2 separate regions of the Zea mays genome follow, and region 1 is linked to region 2. The links are chromatin contacts, called in public Hi-C maps. All regions are on one chromosome and are shown on one strand. Each heading gives the region's core, a stretch centred on a gene start, on an enhancer-like site or on the middle of the called end of the contact. The rest is flanking DNA. Distances are from core to core; before and after follow the strand shown.

The links. Hi-C and Micro-C count contacts between places; a contact is called where the count stands out from the background.
Region 1: a Hi-C map of leaf shows a contact between it and region 2, with 9 times the contacts expected there. The contact joins the promoter of LOC100217283 here to the promoter of LOC101027224 in region 2. A contact is called at or near these places in 8 of 25 Hi-C or Micro-C datasets (ear, endosperm, leaf and 2 more).

What each region holds. Positions count from the first base shown.
Region 1 is chr5:211,960,910-211,965,559 of Zm-B73-REFERENCE-NAM-5.0, forward strand. It overlaps LOC100217283 (GPI-anchored protein), which reads right to left and starts at 1,638. Exons shown (of 3, transcript NM_001143634.1): 1 at 1,261-1,638; 2 at 1,109-1,168. The coding sequence starts at 1,357. LOC100381849 reads right to left here. Exons shown (of 15, transcript NM_001361546.1): 12 at 4,328-4,490; 13 at 3,860-4,218; 14 at 3,021-3,095; 15 at 2,472-2,830. The coding sequence ends at 2,810.
Region 2 is chr5:211,756,202-211,760,382 of Zm-B73-REFERENCE-NAM-5.0, forward strand. LOC101027224 (aspartic proteinase nepenthesin-1) reads left to right here and starts at 2,110. Exons shown (of 3, transcript NM_001279913.1): 1 at 2,110-2,282. The coding sequence starts at 2,186.

The sequences.
Region 1 (4,650 bases), core at 388-2,887, 200 kb after region 2:
GCGCAAGAAGAGTAATGCGTGCAATCTTCCTTCAGCATATATTGATAGGTTTGCAGCACATGCAGACAATAGTGTTTGCATTCAGTAGGAACAGGCTTTTAGGTGCTTCCAATGGTAAAAACAGCACGCGGAATTATTCATAAGCTTCTTCTTGTTGACAGTGGGATTCGTGCCATGCTTACATATTATACAAGGAATGTATGAGAGCAATGGGATCCAGGAGATATGCAGATGCATGGTGGTTTGTTCTGGCATGTGTTTGAAAGCACTATAAGATTGAGGGTGATTTCTGTTGGCAGTGGCATGAGAATGAAGTGATTCTTGAGTTGTTATCTCCCAACAAGTACCTTTACAAAGTTTCAGACTTGTGCACCTAAATCTAATCACACTAATCCATTATTGTCAAGCTCTGAACATTGGCAGCAGCATGCGCAAATTGGCTAAGCATCCGCTTTTAGTCCATCTCAGAGAGGCAACTACATCAGAATAGTCTGGGCAACCATGAAGATAAAAGCCTGTCGATGTACAACAAAGGAGTTGCCAGAGCTGCAGGGAGTTGAATGTGGAACAACTGGTGATAAAGACAAATGGAGCAAGGTCAAGGCATAGCACTGAAGAATCACAAGTGCCATGGGATACCGGTGGTTTAGCGTCTTTGCATCAACTTGAGGGCAAGTCGAATTTTTATGGAGGGGAAAACGTGAGGAATCATCCTAGGTATGAGCTGGAGTTACACCATGAGCCATGTTGCCTAGTGGCCCAACCGCCCAAGCAAGAAGCAACTGAAGGGCAACACCACAAGAAGAGCAGCTGCATCAGAAAGGAGAACTCAATGAACTGAATACAGAGACATGTCCTGTTCATCTTCCTACTCCGGTTCCTGTCCCTCTAACCCTTCTCCCTCGGTCTAGAGCTATATTCCTTCCCCAATTCCGATTCACCATCCCGCTGCCAAGAGGCTGTGTAATCCAGTTTGTACCCAAACTGCTATGCCATCAATGGAGGGGTGCACTAGCGCATAACTCCCAATCTCAGATCAAAATCGCCCAATCCACGAATCAAACACGGGTTGAAGTGGTTAAAGGAGAAAGGAAGGGATGAAACGTACTATTCTTGGCCTGCAGCAAGCTCCTCCCTGTAGATCCGGCGCTCGACTGGAAGACGCTATCTGCTCACGAAGAGCAAACAGAACCAGCCCATCAGCTACGAAACCCGAAAGCGAAACAGACAGCAAGAAACACCGGAGCAAAGAAGTCGTACCGGACAGGAAAGGACCGTTCGCGGCAGAGGCGAGCTCAGCCACTACGGCGGCAGAGAAGAAGAGGACCAAGAGCCCACGCCCCGCAGACATCGCCATGCGTCCTCCCACAGAAAGCAAGAGCTCGACGCCGCCGCCGCCGCTGCTGAGACACCGGGATGGCTGGCCTCGAAGGAATGGAGCTCGTTAAGCTGACGGATCTAGGAGTCTAGGACGGCGACGACAGCGGTGGCTGTAGAACGCGGGACGACACCGGGATGGCTGGCCACGACGTTTTCGCTGGTGGTGTTTGCAAGCTCTAGCCTCCAACCCAGGTGTTGCAGCTCTACTTAATTAGCGTCGCCCGTCGCGGGGTGGTGTGAGCCTTGGAGTTGGAGGAGCTGCAGCATGGGTAGGTTGGAGACGCGAGAGCCGCGCCGGACCGGACAGCCGAGAGAGTAGAGACTCGACGCGGACGCGGTTTGTTTGGTGATTCTTTCTTTCATCTGTTCCCGCTATATGACGGCTGACGGTGGCGACGTTGGCAATTGGCAGTGGACGCTAGCTGTAGCTGGGCTGGAGAGAGAGACAGTGATGAGGATGACGGTCACGGACGATCAAAGATGGTGATTAGCTGTATATGCGTGAAGTAATCTTAAATAATATATTAATATAACTCATCATCTCCGGTAAATAAAAGAGGGCAGGACTCAGAAGACAGTAAGATAATTGCAAAATAGTGGATTAATTCCTTCCGCAGCTGAAAACGGACCTGCTGTTGCTAGTACCCTGGATCAGCGGGCAAGGAAAATTGGTCTATCCGTGAATTTCAAATGTGTATGCGTGCCTTCGTGCCCAGATTCTCACGTTATTGACACGTTCGAAATCTTTGCAGTTGGACCTTCGGCGACTCTTTCCACGCGGCGCATGCGCGCTGCTCCCGTACTCCCATGGCACACATCATCGTCCTCGCGCGTAGGTTATGTCTTCTTCTAACAGAAAACGACGGCTACCCTCTGGCAAATGGCTGTGGTCTAGTTGACAGCTCATGAGTCAAGACGTAACGAACATCATTCATCATCAATCATCGTGCTACAGAGTCTACATGCAAACGTTCCAAGCACTTGAGACGTTAGACGTGAATACTGGATATGTTGAAACAACGTGCTCACGACTAGATTTCGGCCATTTGCAAAAATTCTAAGAAAACCAAGTTCAATCAGATGTTCACATGTACCAACCAAAAAATGGATCGAATTATGGGTGAAACTAACTGTTCTGAAACACAAAAGATGCATAATACAGAACTCTTTAGCTCAATAGATTGGGCAGTGTCCGGTGATTTTCCAGGACGCTGTTATCTCGTCAGTTTATCACAGGTCAACTATCTGTTGTTATTGAGGCCCCCTGATTGAGGCTAACATGCCAATGCACTCATCTCTATAGTAAGCTGAGAAAGATAATCAGCAAAGGGCGGCCATGTACAAAGCAATGTAGTTCAATTCTCTGCCAGGCAGCAGACATTAGTAAATCGCCATCTTTTCTTGTTTCTGTACACTGCAGGTAAGTGTATTATGTACAAAATTTCCTCCGCTGCACCAAAAATATGAAAAAAAAAGGTTAGCATGCACAAGTGTGGCTATTACGAGATACATGATGATTTCAAATTCATATATTCTATAATATCAGTATATCTGAGGTAGAAATAGCTTGAATGTGTCACTTTCGGACATCAGGGCACTCGATGGATAGTGTACTAACAATTGCATGATGTCATACTTACCCTAAGATCCGGCTCCGTTACAGCTTCCAAGGTTTCTGCCATCTGCATTTGTTTGATAACTGTTGCATGCAATACCTGAAAGAACAGAACAAAAAAAGGTCATGTAATTATGTAGCATATCATTTGAAAAAAAAACAAGAAATATGATCATTTAAAAAATGAGAACAAAAAAAGTTTATCAGATGTAATGAATAATAACTAGTATTATCAAATAATGAAAATAAGTTAACCAGTTAAATCAAGAACAAATATCAAACAGATCAGATAACCAGAAAATGGCTTTATTAATTAAATCAAGAACAGATAATGAACAGTATGGATGAATAATGACTACTCCGTATGCACATTGTGCCATATCAAAAACCTACCACATAACACATTACACACTTTGGCAGTCTGGACAATAGCAGGACTTTATGAAATATGCGCAATGAAGACTCAGATCATCAGAAGATGTGTTTTAAGAGGTATCAATCAAATAAAGACCTGTGGGTTCCCACAAAGTTGTCCAAAAGATATATCCACCAGGGAACAGTTAAGGGATTACCCAACAAAACAAAAAACTTACATCAGATGGTCTCTAATAGTTGTTTTTGAACAATGAGCGGCAATGTTTTGGCCTTCAATGTGTAATTTTAACATCACAAACTTGTCATTTTTAAAATATTAGTTAAACCAACTCCATATATAAGTTGAACTTACATTGCCTGAGAGTGAAATAAATATTTTGTTTAGTAAAAAGAAGTGATATTAAAGGTACCATGGCGCTTGAACTATAAAGGCAAAAGCCAAAGCAATTCTAAGCAGCATGAGGTCCATAAGCATTGTTTGGCAGGTACCTTCTTTGTCTTCTGCAGATCAAACTCAATGGACTTTATCCTGTCAAAAGAATCTTGTATGGCCCGGTCCTTGTCCTCTGGAAGCTCTGGAGGCTTTTTGCTCAGCTGATTAAACATTGACTCAAGTCGATCAAGACGCTCCAGACAAGGATTTACACGATCTTCCTTAATTGTCTGAAGATTTGCCAGACTACTGGGTGCAGTTGCAGTATGTGAATGAACATTTTCCGAGTGTTGTCGTCGACGAATGAAGAACCGCAAAAAAGAGAGTACTTCAAGAAATATAGCAACGACTCTTCTTGATATATATTTCAAGAACCCATCATCATTGCCTACAGCATCATTTGGGGCACGCTGACCTGCTGGTTTGAACCCATAATTAAGCATGAGACAAGCTGGACATCAAGGTGCGAGAATAAAAATTCTTTATATAGCTTAATCAAATAACGTAAAATTTTAAATGGATACCGGGCGCAAGTAAACCCCCATTTATCAGGGAACCTTGTTCTGCATTGACCTGCCTAGTTTCATTTCCAGTAGAGTTGTATCTCCCGTTGGATCCTACAACTTTATCTGCCATACGAGACATGCCAATTGAACCACTATATGTTGTAGATCCTGATTCCCTCGCCTACAGGGTAAAGAATCAGAACGAATTAACTACAAATTATAAAACATGCTAACATGGTGTCATGCAGCTAAAAGGAACAGAACACATTTTCTAATGAAAGCCTGAATGTGCAAGTTCAAATCTTCACAGTTCCAAGATAGACATACGACAAAAATAATAA
Region 2 (4,181 bases), core at 860-3,359:
AAGACGGGGTTTTCTTTTGCTCAAACATCATTTGGATGGAGTTTATAAGGGCGAAACACCGTAGGACGACACGCACCTCAGCAAACATACTGTACCAGTCAGTATGAATCATAATCAGTGTAGGTGTCTGTGCATAGCGACACATTGTTTTCTCTCTATCTCTCTCGATCGTATCACTGAGACCTGGTTCTGAAATAATAAATACATAAACGGCGGATAAAATACTTGAGAGTTTGTAACGATGTTAAGAGTGTGCTAATATGGAGCCTGTTCAAGCGCTTATTTGCGTTATAGGGCCTGAATTGTATACCCATAATGCTTATTGACGCGACATCATTTTCTTTAAGCATATGCATCAAAGCATATGCCTAAGCACAAGTTGCATGTACCCATAATAAAGCCTAGCCGCACCCGCACCATACGCAGCATCGCTACCAAATATTAATACACTAGCGCCACAGCCCTGGACGCCACGTTGTGCGCGCATCCTTTTCTCCTCGCCTTTGATGGACAGGGACGAATTTGGTGCCCGTGGCCACGCGCAACTTTGGATCTATTTAGAATATCTTCAATTAATTATTGGAAGAGTAAATTTAGATCGAAACATTATCAGTGGACAATTTCACAAGTGAATCTGTCATCTACCGTGGATCTATCAGATCAGACAGTCGTTTAGATATTTAGAGTTAAATTGTTTGAAGCGAATCCAAATTTGGTGGAGTTTTTTCTCCTTTATTTATTGGGCCGACGACGGAGCTGCCTGCATGTCTGTTGACGGATCGGCCATGGGTGAGGCCGGCCGCCGCACCGCATCACGCGGCGGAACAGCGCACATGTGGTTGGTGAGATGGCCGCTTCCGTTGCTGGTGCTGCTGGTGCTGGTGTGGCCGGTTGGTGCGCGCCTCGGCCTCGGCCTCGGCGCCTCCACCACGATGAGATTATTCTCCTGTCACTTCCAGCGGGCGGCAGCAGTGCGGTGGCGGTTGCGGTTGGCGGTGCGGCACCTGCACTGCACAGCACACCCAATCGGATCCAAAGCCGGAGGAGGAGGCGTCCGGCTGAAGCTTCGTTCCGACGAAAAGATTCCGTCACCGGCTAATCAGATGCAGATGCTGCTGGCTACCTAGATTCTCTCTTCCTTGCTGCAGAGGAACTTGATTACTCTTACTAGTTACTCCTATACGATAGCATATGACGCCGCGTGCCGGCAGATACACAGACTTGGACTAGCATGCAGCTTCGTGTTCACCTCTCTTTCTCTGTCGTTCTGAAATCTGAAGCGAGAATGAGACTTGACTGAAAGACTGAACTGGCTAGCTAGTAGCTATACAGAAACTAGTATAGCTCTCTGACCAAGTGGATATCTGTCGGAGGCACTCCTGCAGACGGTGGTCATTGTTGTTGTCCCGTGTTGCGTCGCATTAGCATTCGGTAACCACCTCGGTCGATCGATCGGTCTAGCATTTTTCGTCAAAGCTAGTACGGGGGGCGATGCTGGACGACATTTATCACTGGCGCGTGATTGCTGTTTAGACTGACAGGTGCGCATAACCGCCAGCTTAATTAATTGAGCATGGTGAGTAGAAGGCGGGGCAGCTTCATAATTGTGCACCTACCTTGCATTGGCTTTTGCGCTGCAGAAAAGCAAATACCTCTCTTGGTCTTGGCTACCATCTCGCTGCTGCACACGTCACAGGCACAGGGCAACAGCAGCAGTCCTAGTTCTGAAAGGCAACAACGATACCGGTACACGAGCCGTCGGCGTCGGAACGGAAGCCTCCAATCAGAAAAGAAAATAAAATGGACCAAAGAATGGAAAACAAAAAAAAGGAGATGGAAAAAAAAACTCTGACGCGCCTGAACTGATACGATCATGATCTCTCAGCAGCAGAGGAGAGGAAAAAACAGTTAGAGAACGGACTACGGAAGCAGTGGTAGTACGTAGTACTCAGGTGGTTGGACTGGATTAAAAGGGGTCGTTTTTCAACCGCCGAGGCTGAAAGCTACCGCGGGGGTTCGCAAGCTAGCAAAGCAGGACGGGCGGGCGCGCCATCGGAATCTCTATAAAAGGCCGCGAGGTGGCCAGGCTTAACTTCATAGAGAGAGCCACTGGCCACAGGCAGGCAGGAGGATCGGACGAGTCGGCGAGGAAGCTGCCTGCTTTCAGATAGAGAGAGTTATTAAGATGGCGTTGCTTCGGCTGCTTGCCATCTCCCTGCTCTTCGCAGTGGCCACTCCTGTCAGGGACATCGCCCACGATGCCTGCTCGTCAGAAGTGAAGGGTACTGCTCCTATCCTCATGTGCTCGTTAGTCACTTGCATGTTTTTTTTTTTGCCGATAATTCATGCATGTGTTTGCTTGCAATGGTTTTTCTGCACGTACGTAACTGACCAGGCTCGTAAACGATATATAGCGCTAGCAGTGTTTCATCTTTCAAATCGAAATTATATATCAGCGGCGCGGCGCTAGATTCATGCATGATCTCCATGCAAACCTGAAAGACTGAAACTTCGGTGGGCAAAATTAGTTTAAAAAAATGAAGCGCGGAGCGGAGGTTGATCGAACCTGTTGCCTAGTCCACGAGTCCACGACAGGCATAAAGCGAGTTTATAACTGAACGAAAGCTGACAGCTACTAGGGTGTGGGACCGTGTGTGAGCCAAAAGGACTGACGATCGAATCTTCGCAGGAAAACATTATCGACAGACAGCATACAAAGTTAGTATGTTAGGTACACTTATGTCTGTACTGTACTAGACTACTGCTAGTAGATTATGAATTCCGTCGCCACTAGCACTAGCTAGCCCCCGCCGCCGCGCAAAGCGTCCAAGTTAGGCCTAGCTAGGCGGCCCAATTGGCGCTTACCACCCTTGTGCTCTGCTACCACACTGATAGGCAGCCTGGCTGGCCCGGTGCCACACACCGTCGAATTTCCTTTTTGACTGAAAACAAAAAAAAAGTGTATGAGAAGACACGCCGCCCGTTCGTTACCATCCACATGCTAATCTATCAACAGGATGTTTTCGCCTGCCGACATGCATTTTTCGAACAAAGGGAGTTTGTTTCATCGAACAAAATGGTGTCTACATTCAGAGGATATGCATGTGTGTAATGTGACCAACATGCATACGCACAGCACGACAGCATAGCAGATAGCAGCCTAGCACAGTAGCACGCAATTATTATTATCTGTTTGGCAACAATAGCCGTTTTTAGCTTTTATCCTGACAAGATGAGATCTAGAGACCTGAATTTAATTTATATCGGCTTTAGTTTTTGGAACCCATCCATCGACCATCGATCACACACGGCTCCGATGGAATTGATGCATGGCTCGTACGCAAGTTGAGATTCAGGTGGACCGAGTAGTACTTCTCCCCTCCACTCCACCCGTGAAGAAAGAAGCCAATCAATCGCTTCCCGATTCCCACCGCCAACCACCGTCCATCACGTCCGGAAAAAAGGATGGCCGTCGAAGTGGGCAGCCAGCCAATGCACTCCTCAAACGTCACCGCACCGGACAGACATGCATGGTTTTCAATGCCGATCGCCCCCCTTCAATTGCGTGCCCACGCTGGCGGCGTAGTGGCATCATGCCTACCAGACCAGATATGTGCTGTGGCCTGTGTGTCTGCGTAGCCATCCCTGCTGTGTTGTACACAAGCATATATTCATCGGTACGACGGTACCAGTACAGTCTTCGTCGTTCTCCTCCCTGGAGAAATATCTTTTGAGGATGTTCTCTCTCTCTCTCTCACACGAAAACATAGTGTGCACGGTATATATATATATATGATCGGATGGTCTGTACTTGACCGCAAAAGACATAAGGCGTATTCAGATGGATGGTCCTTGTCACAAGCCGGCCGGCAACCACTCCAATTAAAACCCGTTGTTGGCCACTTAGCATGCTGTTTTTTTTTTCTTTTTCAGCTAGGACCGTACTACTAATATCTTGTTAACTACCAACTAAATGCATTAGCTTCGTTTTCCCCCCCTTTTTCCCCTTTAACCCTTTTGTCTTGATGCAAGATTGCAAGAGCTAGCTACTAGGTTATTGCCGATGGTAGTTTCGTTCCTGAATAATCAAATAAAACGGTCAAGCTTGACAGTTAAAGTATCACGTGTAATTACCCGAATTGTCGCCAAGCTAGTAGGAGTACTATACACATGTGAGAACT